Linked DNA regions of Rattus norvegicus: region 1 is linked to region 2. A link is a contact called in public Hi-C data. All regions are on one chromosome and are shown on one strand. The core of a region is the stretch at or near the end of the contact, and the rest is flanking DNA. Distances in the headings are between cores, read along the strand shown.

The links. A called contact is a pair of places that touch in the nucleus more often than the background predicts.
Region 1: a Hi-C map of psoas muscle shows a contact between it and region 2, with 2.1 times the contacts expected there. The contact joins two enhancer-like sites. A contact is called at or near these places in 7 of 12 Hi-C or Micro-C datasets (Schwann cells, frontal cortex, hepatocytes and 4 more).

What each region holds. Positions count from the first base shown.
Region 1 is chr19:65,033,056-65,038,276 of GRCr8, forward strand. No RefSeq gene overlaps it. Among named protein-coding and RNA genes, the nearest start is that of Zdhhc7, 30 kb to the right of the region's middle. Within about 2 kb of position 3,221, at least 5 of the 93 cell types and tissues checked have an H3K27ac peak or open chromatin away from gene starts, as enhancers often do.
Region 2 is chr19:64,955,674-64,960,665 of GRCr8, forward strand. No RefSeq gene overlaps it. Among named protein-coding and RNA genes, the nearest start is that of Crispld2, 21 kb to the right of the region's middle. Within about 2 kb of position 1,433, at least 20 of the 93 cell types and tissues checked have an H3K27ac peak or open chromatin away from gene starts, as enhancers often do.

The DNA of each region.
Region 1 (5,221 bases), core at 1,971-4,470, 79 kb after region 2:
GAGCAGACATCAGACGGAGAGAGCCAGACAGTGGACATAAAGGGAGGTGGTATTCAAGTACACCCAGGCAGCAAAGAGAGCCTGTCCAACTCCCACCATTGAAGAGAGGAGCAGGCTGAGGGTCCTGGGGAAGGACACCAGGGTGGTCAGATGTCATCAGGGCACGAGGACCTGGTCAGAGAGAACAGTGTATACATGAAGTGGGGCTCATGGTGGTCAGATTGGTGGAGATCTCACTAACGAGCTGAGGCTGTGGACTTTAGCTTAGATGCCCAAATGTTGAAGCCCAGTTGGAATTGAGTGAGCGGGAACTGGCCAAGCATCCTCAGGGGAGTCTTTGTCATAGTGGTTTAACTGGTGCCTGAGAAGCCCACATGATGCTCTGACCCAGTTTGGGAAGAGGATGGGCATTTTGGGAAATCTGAGGGTGTCAGGACACCCCCATTCCCAGAAAGCTATGGTGGAATTGCAGACAACAGCAATGGCCTAGGGCAAGCCCAGATCTGGAAAGGACAGTCACAGAAACTTCCAGAATACCCTATCTATCAACAGTATCCATTCTTTTCCTGAAGACTGGGAATCCATGGGGTGAACATCTCTCTGTTGGTAGTGTTCAGGGGCTCCCTGTGGACCCCTCATGGCCTCTCTGACTCTGGGGGACCCCCATTCCCATTCCACATGGTAAATGTGAAGAATCTGTACTACTGACCTGAAAATGGACAGATTCTTGCCCCAGAGGGACCAACAGTGGATCCTAGAGACTCGATGAGGCTCAGCAGGGTGGCCCACCCCAGTGCATCACGGAACACAGCTCAGTGTATCCCAAATGCATGGCTCCCGACAGGCACCCCTACCGCCCACAGGCTATGCTAAAATGCTACTTACAGCCACACTGGCTCAGTCTGGGAAGGAGGTGGAGAGGCTGGGAAATGTCATATCCCCCCTTGTGACTCACATGGGGAAAGAGCTCACATGAGCAGTGCCCCCATCCCAGGGTGGCATCAATTCCCCGGCCTGACACACAAACAGCTCATTTCTCCTTCCAGAAGCTTCTGGGAGCCTTATACTTCTGACCCTAATATGCACAACTAGTAAACACAGTAGGTCTGGAGGGGCGAGGTCATCAGAGCATGCTCAAACTGCAGATTGACAAGTTTTCAGGGGCTGGAGAGATGGCTCAGTGGTTAAGAGCACTGACTGCTCTTCCAGAGGTCCTGAGTTCAATTCCCAGCAACCACATGGTGGCTCACAACCATCTGTAATGGGATCTTGGTACCCTCTTCTGGTGTGTCTGAAGACAGTGACAGTGTACTCTTTATAACTAAACTAAATAAATCTTTTTTAAAAAATGTTTTCAAACAATAGGATATTTATAGACTCAAAGCATCTCCCCACCAATTATTTCTTATTTATAAAGAGGGGAATTTGAACTCATCAGCAGACAGGCATGGCTGAACCAGGCTCCATTGGTGACCACACTGATCCGGGGTACTAGGACAACTCCCCACTATATGTCGCCTCACAAGACACCCTAGGAGGACCCAGGACTCTCTGTGCTGGCCTTGTCTGAATACTTAAGTCAGAGCTCATCTTGAAAGCTGGGCATGGTGATGCAGGCCCACAATCCCAGCACTTGGAAGACAGAGAGGCAGGAGGATCTCTGATTTGAGGCTACCCTAGTCTACACACTGAGTTTCAGGATAACCAGGGCTATGAAGAGAAACCCTGTCTCAAAAGACAAGGAAAAAAAAAGCTTGAGACATCTCATCCTGAGGACAGACTGCAGAACGCCTTGTCCAAACACTCAGATCAGTATCCCAAAGCCAAGGAGGGGACATAATGGGCCAGTGAGATGGCTCAGAGGGTAAGGAGGTGCTTGCTGCCAAGCCATGACCAAGCATGATGACGTGAGTTTGATTTCCAGGACATGCGTAGTGGAATGGGGGAACAGAATCGCTTCCAAAAATTGTCTCCAACCTCTAGAAGCATGCCCAGACACTTACCAACATAAATGGATGTAAAAACTTAAAGACATTTCAGGATAGAGAAGGGCTGCGTCATTACTAAGCGTAGTGTGTTAGGAAAGGAGGCTGCTTCTTGAAGTTCTTCACAGAAGTGTCCCTGTGCAAGAGTGTGTGTGGCTATGACCTGCCATCGAGTGTCTTGAGAAAATCCATGTATGTGTACATGTGTGCATGTGGTCAAAGGACTGTGGATGGTAGTGATGCAGAGAGGGTCACAGTCTAAACCTTCAATGAGTCTGCATGAGGCTGACTGACTGGTTTGACTAGTCTTCTGTGAGTTTGAAATTTACCTGCCGAATAGCCTTTTCCTCAGAAGAGAAACAGTCCTTCTTCCAGTGAAGACAGAGGTTCCTAAGACTCAATGACAGAAGCTTAGAAAGTTCCGAGATGTCCAAGGCTCCACCCCATGCTTATATGAGCAAGACACAGTTGCTGGAGGACACTCTCCTGTACTGCTGTCTGCAAGTTGCTCAGGGACCCAACACCACCCCAGAATTCATTTTGGAGACATTACCCATGCTCAGCTGCCTGAGCCACCCATGCTCCTGTGACCCAGGAGAAGCTCACTGGTTCACCATGCTGGACTTTGGTGGATCTGTCGACAGTGCCGTATCTGGGGAAATGGGCCTTTCTTCACATTTCCCCAGGAAGTCACACAATATCAAAATATAAGGCTACTGTTTAGTTTGAACCTAAAATGTGTCTCCACCACATTCTGAGTGCTAGGTCCCCAGCTAGTGACACTAATTTGAGGAGATTATAGAGCTTTTAGGGGAAAGCATACCTGGAGGAAGTGGGACAGGGGGCATGCCCTTAAAAGCACACCACCCTTCTGGCCTCCTATCTCCTCCCAAAGCCATGATCCAAGCATGGCTTCTTATGTGGTGGATGGGAGGCCTTGGAAGCCTCCATGAGCTTAACCAACTGGTTCTCCTTTGATTCTGTCAGGCACTGTGGTCACAGGGATTTAAAAAATAAAATCAACTAATACAGTTACCAAAAAGGAAGAGAGAAAGGAAGGAGAGAAAGGTAGCAGGGCCCTTCTACCTCCTGGTCTGGACAAGGTCCGGAAACTTCTCTGGCCCGGCATCACTGGCCCTGTTTTCCTGCGGTTCTATTTGGGTCAGGTTATGTGTAGCCCACAGTCACTGGCTGAAGACCTGGGCCTCTCTCCAAGTACTGTATCTTCTTCACCAAGCGGATTCAGGTTCCACTTGGGAAGACATTGTCCAGCCCGGAACAACCCTGGTCAGCTTCCTGCCCTCTGCTCACTCAGCTGTGGCCTGGATTCAACATCATCCCACACATCTGTCTAAATGAGGTCCTGGCCCCACTGGCCCATCTTAGCTGCCTTTGGCCCCCTTGCCATCTGCAAGCAATCCACCACCTGCCACTCAGCTCTCGTTAACAAGAGGCAAGCAGGAGGCCAGGCTGCAGTCCAGAGGCTGGGAGGGACCTTCCGGAACTGCTGAGCTTGGGCACAGGCTTCTTCTTTGTCTCCATCACACTCTAATTCCTCCTCACCCACCTGACCAGAAAGGCATGAGGCTAATGCAATGCTGTGATGGCCCCAAGCCCACCTGTGCACCACACAGCCTCTGTGCCAGGCATGGGTGTGGAACTGGGCTGTCTCCTTCATCTGTAGCACATCTAGCAGGCCAGACTTATGCTCCCGTGACATTTACCAAGGGGAAACTGATGCCACAGAGTCATCCTGTGCTGTGCCGACAGAGGCAGCCAGGGTGAACTTATGAAGAAGGCACTTTTCTCTTTTTCTTCTTTCTGTGGCCTCAGACTGGGACTGCAGAGCTCACACGTACCACACGTGTGCTCCAACAGTGATCACGTCCTTGGTGTATCTGTTTTACTCAAAAGCATCCAGAGTGAGGAGCATACTCATTGCAGAGGTCAAAGACCACAGAGATGTCCACAGGTGCCCAGCACTGCTAGACACTGTTGTCAGCTTATGGGGGGCGATCAGGGGGAGAGTCCCTGTGAGTGCCTTGAGTTTCAGAGACTGAAATGAGACACTCAGTACCCAGCCTGAAGCCAGTGATGCTGAGATGGGGATGCTGATATGGAGATGCTGAAGTTCAGATGCTGAGATGGACATGTTTGGATAGAGAAATCTGAGTGGCCCAGTGTAACTGAGGTCAACATAGACCAACTCCTGTCTTCAACCAGATTCCTACCCCATCATCCTCCATAAAGGAATGAGCAGACAGTGAAGGGTACAAATGGCAAGTGCTTTTATTGTTATTTTGAATTTAAATAAAACCACGTGAATTCTCAGTAGCAGTGAGATGTTAGCCCAGGGCGGTTCCTGGCTGCCATGTTCACCAGAGCTATAGCTTGGGCAGTGCAACATCTAAGATCCATAGTACAACAAACAAAACAACTCAGTGGTAGAGCGCTTACCTAGGAAGCGCAAGGTCCTGGGTTTGGTCCCCAGCCCCAGAAAAAAAAAAAAAGCAAAGCAAAACAAAAAAAACAACAAACAAAACAAAACAAAAGGCTGGTGGGAGGCAGCAATGGCTGGTGGGAGGCAGCAATGGCTGGTGGGAGGCAGCAATGGCTGCCTCACAAAAGTAGATCTTCCTTCTCGCTGGGAGGCACAAAAGTAAGGCCTGTTTAAAAAAAATTTTTAAAGGTCCTCAGTTTGGTGCCCTGTACACCCCCACACAGCTTTCCCTCCATCCTGTACACCCCAACACAACTTTCCCTCCATCCTGTACACTCCAACACAGCTTTCCCTCCATCCTGTATACCCAGCACAGCTTTTCTCTGTCCTGTACACCTAGCACAACTTTCCCTCTGTCCTATATACCATGCACAGCTTTCCCTCCATCCTGTAAACCCAGCACAACTTTCCTCTGTCCTGTACACCCAGCACAACTTTCCCTCCATTCTGTATACCCAGTACAGCTTTCCCTCCATTCTGTATACCCAGAACAGCTTTCCCTCCATTCTGTATACCCAGAACAGCTTTCCCTCCATTCTGTATACCCAGAACAACTTTTCCTCCATTCTGTATACCCAGCACAACTTTTCCTCCATTCTGTATACCCAGCACAACTTTTCCTCCATTCTGTATACCCAGCACAACTTTTCCTCCATTCTGTATACCCAGCACAGTTTTCCCCAGTCTCTCACCTCACTGTTCATCTCCTGACTTTCCTGGCCATCTTCAAATGCTA
Region 2 (4,992 bases), core at 183-2,682:
AAAGCATCAGAGACTTAAATTTTTTTCAAGATTTATTTTTATTAATAATGTGTATGTATGTATGTATGTATGTATGTATGTATGTGCACAAGCTCGTATGCAGATGCCCACAGAGACCAGAAGAGGCCATCTGATCCCTCTGGAGCTAGAATTGCAGGGGGTTCTGGGGATTGGGAACTGAACCCAGATTCTCCGAGAAGCAGCTAAGCGTTCTTTTTTTTTTTTTAAAGATTTATTTATTTATCATATACAAGTAGACTGTAGCTGTCTTCAGATACACTAGAAGAGGGCATCGGATTCCATTACAGATGGTTGTGAGCCACCATGTGGTTGCTGGGAATTGAACTCATGACCTCTGGAAGAGCAGTCGGTGCTCTTAACCGCTGAGCCATCTCTCCAGCCCGCAGCTAAGCGTTCTTAATCTCTGAGCCATCTCTACAACCCCCAGAAATCCATTTATTCACTTTAAAAAAGATTTTATTTAATATGTATACAGCGTCCTTTCTGCACGTTTGCCTACAGGCCAGAAGAGGACGCCAGATCTCATTATAGATGGCTGTGAGCCACCACGCGGTTGCTGGGAATTGAACTCAAGACCTCTGGGAGGACAGTCAGTGTTCTTAACGGCTGAGTCATCTCTCTAGCCCAGAAGTTTATTTTTTAATTAGAATTTTTTTTGATAATATTAGACATTGAACCAAGGGGCCGCACACATACTTGGCAAGTGTTCTACCTCTGAACCACACTCCAAGTCTCACAAACAATAAACAAATACTTCTCATAGTTCTGAGGTCCAGGAAGGCCCAGGTCCAGGCAGTCTCGTGAGGGCCTCATGCTGCTTCCAAAGTAACATCTTTTGTATGGTGGATGACAAAAAGGTGACCCTCTTCTTCAGCCCTTTTGGAAGGTTCCTGCTCTCACCCTCAATGATTCTGCCTCCTAACTCTCTCCCCTTGCCGACTTGAATTTTGGCATCTAAAAGGATTTCTGGGCCTCTAGCACCTGTCTGGGATCACCTCAGTCCTTAGAGTGTTTTGGTGGGCTTGCGCTCCCTGTTATCCTGTGTCCTCAATGTAGCCCCTCTGTGAAGCTTACTCAGGGGGTCCCAGCACTGGAAACTTTGATTTCATAGGATCTTGGCACCAGTGTCCTCAGAGCTCTTGTCAGAGTGAGGTGTGAACCCCGACATGTACCTGCTTGTCCACGCAGCCAGTATCAATCTCACCCAGAGGAATGAGCACACGGAGGCGAAGCCTCACCATCTCAGTGGCTCTTCCAGAGCTGTGCCCATCACAAAGTGGTCTTTGACGCAGTTGTGGCCTGGTGACGTTCTGCAGCCGCTCTTTGGTACACAGAAGCCAGTGAGCAGTGGGACTCCCTGGCCTTAATGTTCTGTGTCCTGCTCAAGAGCTCTGATAAAAATAGTTACTGAGTAAGAACTCCGGTGGGAAGTGAGCCAGCAGCCAGAGACAGACACAGTCAGGAGAGCCCGCAGCTCTGCATCGAAGGATCAGATCACCAGACCACTATCACTTCTATTTTGCAGCCCGATGGAGTCCCTTGTCCTCTCAACTGTTCCCTGGCAGGGGAGAGTGCTTCAAGCTCAGGGTCATGCGGCTTCAGGCTGCAGCAGATCTTTTCAGATCTGTCTCCCTCAGGCCTAGAAGGACTTTCCCTTCCCCAGAACCCAACGCTCTCCCAGGTCACAAGGGCTAGGGCAAATTCTTGCTAGGATTTCCCAGGAAATCTCTCCTGGGGACAGTTACATGGATCTTGGTCCTTTCTCCTGGAACTTCCCAGGCATCCGCAACGCCCACGTTACCATTATTCAAATACAAAGGCTGTAAGTTTTCTCTTTTCCTTTGTAAAGAAATTACATCCTGAGATTGCAAAAGTCTGAGAAATTTGATGAAAGCTGAACTTCCAAGAGCCCCGTGGCTCTGGCAGCACCTATGTTGATCCTTGATGTGACATTATGCTCAGGTGGTTTCCACATTAACCATTTAATGATTGAAAAACTGAGGGTGGGGATGGGGGATTGGCTGTGATGGTCACCATTGGAAGGACCCTTAGCCTCGCAAAGGCTGGCAACTTTCTCAAGGCTGGGGGAGCTGCTGGAGTTTTGAATTCACTCTGACTGGCTCAGGTTGACGGGGAGCTCCCGGGTGCTCCTCAGAGAGGTCAGGTGACTTAAGCCAAGGCACACAACTGGAGCATGTGCATGAAGAATGAGGCTCAAGTCTGTCATGACACAGATGGTGCTCCTCACTAGGTTAGGTGCTCCTCACTAGGTTAGGTGCTCCTCACTAGGTTAGATGCTCCTCACTAGGTTAGGTGCTCCTCACTAGGTTAGGTGCTCCTCACTAGGGTAGGTGCTCCTCACTAGGTTAGGTGCTCCGCACTAGGTTAGGTGCTCCGCACTAGGTTAGATGCTCCTCACTAGGTTAAGTGCTCCTCACTAGGGTAGGTGCTCCTCACTAGGTTAGGTGCTCCTCACTAGGGTAGGTGCTCCGCACTAGGTTAGGTGCTCTGCACTAGGTTAGGTGCTCCTCACTAGGTTAGATGCTCCTCACTAGGGTAGGTGCTCCGCACTAGGTTAGGTGCTCCGCACTAGGTTAGGTGCTCCTCACTAGGTTAAGTGCTCCTCACTAGGGTAGGTGCTCCTCACTAGGTTAAGTGCTCCTCACTAGGGTAGGTGCTCTGCACTAGGTTAGGTGCTCCTCACTAGGGTAGATGCTCCTCACTAGGGTAGGTGCTCCTCACTAGGTTAGGTGCTCCTCACTAGGGTAGGTGCTCCTCACTAGGTTAAGTGCTCCGCACTAGGTTAGGTGCTCCTCACTAGGTTAGGTGCTCCGCACTAGGTTAGGTGCTCCTCACTAGGTTAGGTGCTCCTCACTAGGTTAGATGCTCCGCACTAGGTTAGGTGCTCAGCCCCTAAGACCGACACCTTGTTTTTAATGGAGCAGTTGTATGGTATCAGGCCATCTGTGGACTTTTTCTTTTAAATAATGTTTACATGAATGGCCAACTTTATATTTTATTTTATTTTTTAAAGATTTATTCATTTTATTACATATAAGTACACTGTAGCTGTCTTCAGATACACCAGAAGAGGGCATCGGATCTCTTTACAGATGGTTGTGAGCCACCATGTGGTTGCTGGGAATTGAACTCAGGACCTCTGGAAGAGCAGTCGATGCTCTTAACCGCTGAGCCATCTCTCCAGCCCTATATATATATATATATATATATATATATATATATATATACACACACAATATATATATATATAATTTTTAATTGGTTATTTTGTTTACATTTTCCCCCCAGAGCTGAGGACCGAACCCAGATCCTTGCGCTTGCTAGGCAAGCGCTCTACCACTGAGCTAAATCACCAACCCGACTTCTTTTTAAGAACTCTGCAAATTCCTTCAACTCCACTTGTGTAGGGCTGTGGTCTGTGCCCATCTCCTTGAGCTGATTAGCCTCTGTGGTTTTAGCAACAGAGTGAAGCATGGCTCCAACACTAGGTCATTGAAGGCTCTCCCAAGGCACCTGGCTCTCGAGGATGCTTGCTTTTGGGACAGCTAGGCACCACGTGTCTGACCACCTGACACTGTCCACTGGATAGGCTGAAGCCACTGCAGCCCAGCAACCCCGCTGGGATCCCTCCCATCCCACAGTCAATATCAAACACTACTCTCAGTGTCTAGCCCCAGTCCACAGCTAACTGCAGCCAATGAGGGGCCTGAAGGAAGAAACTAACGACATCTTTCCAGATTCTCTCATCTACTACATTATAGGCTGTTAAAGATGTCGTGCGTGTGTGTGTGTGTGTGTGTGTGTGTGTGTGTGTGTGTGTGTGTGTGTGTTTGTGTGTGTGTGTCATAATGCTGGGTATCAAAACAGGTCTATATGAATAATATGAATACATACACATATATCATTAGCACCAAATGACCATTACACAACTGGAAAATCTCCCTCCAAGCAGCTATAATACAGGACGATTTGTTACACAGCAGTGCTAAGTACCCCCCACCCCCCACCCCCGCCGCTATATCAACAAGAAATAGTCCTAAAGTATCCAATGTATTCATCTTGTGTAAATACAAATTATCTAATCTGCTTGTCACATGACTTAGAGGCCGAGGTGATAGGCTGTCCTGGTCCATTTAGGTGACTGGGTTATACACAGTGGAACCTGGGCAGTGAGGCTGTCAAAGGCAGCTTCTCAGCTCACAGGTGGCCTTTCCCTGTGTTCTTTTTTTTTTTTTTCCCCCAGCTGGGGACCCCAGGGCCTTGCGCTTCCTAGGCAAGCGCTCTACCACTGAGCTAAATCCCCAACCCCCTTTCCCTGTGTTCTTGAGGGCAGGGAGGGGCCCCGAGGAAAGGAGCTCTCAGGTCCTCTTTACAATCCTGGGGATCTCACCATGTCCCAACTTGCTCTCCCCACCCCCACCATATCTTCCCTGGGTAATTTGGTCTCAAGGTAGCAATCTTGGTGAGATGCATTTAGACATAGTAGGGGGGTCCGGCACAGGCTGTCTGGGCTGGGGACCCAGTCTCACCAATGGACAACCAGGTGACCCTGCCTGTACCCAGTGTACCCATCTGTAAACAGAGCCCCCTTTCCACCAGTCTGTGAGAAGCTGTCAAGAAGTTGCCCTTGAAGTTCCCGTGCATAGCTCCTGACACACAGAAACAATTTTTGGTGAAGGAGAAATGGGGCAGATTAGAAGAGAAGGCCACAGAGGGGAGGGAAAAAGGAAACTGAGGAAGAGCAGGAGAGAGAGAGCTGGTGGTTCTGGAGCTGGGGAGAGACTTGGCATGGCGATATGACCTGACTATGACAGGCATGTAGAATGTTTTGGTTGGGGAAGGGTGTCTAAGAGCCACACCATGCCAGCAAAGAGCTTTGCAAGGTGAAAAGCCATCAGTAGGGCAATGTGGTGGGGCCACCCAGAGCCTGGGACTTATTACCGTCAAGCC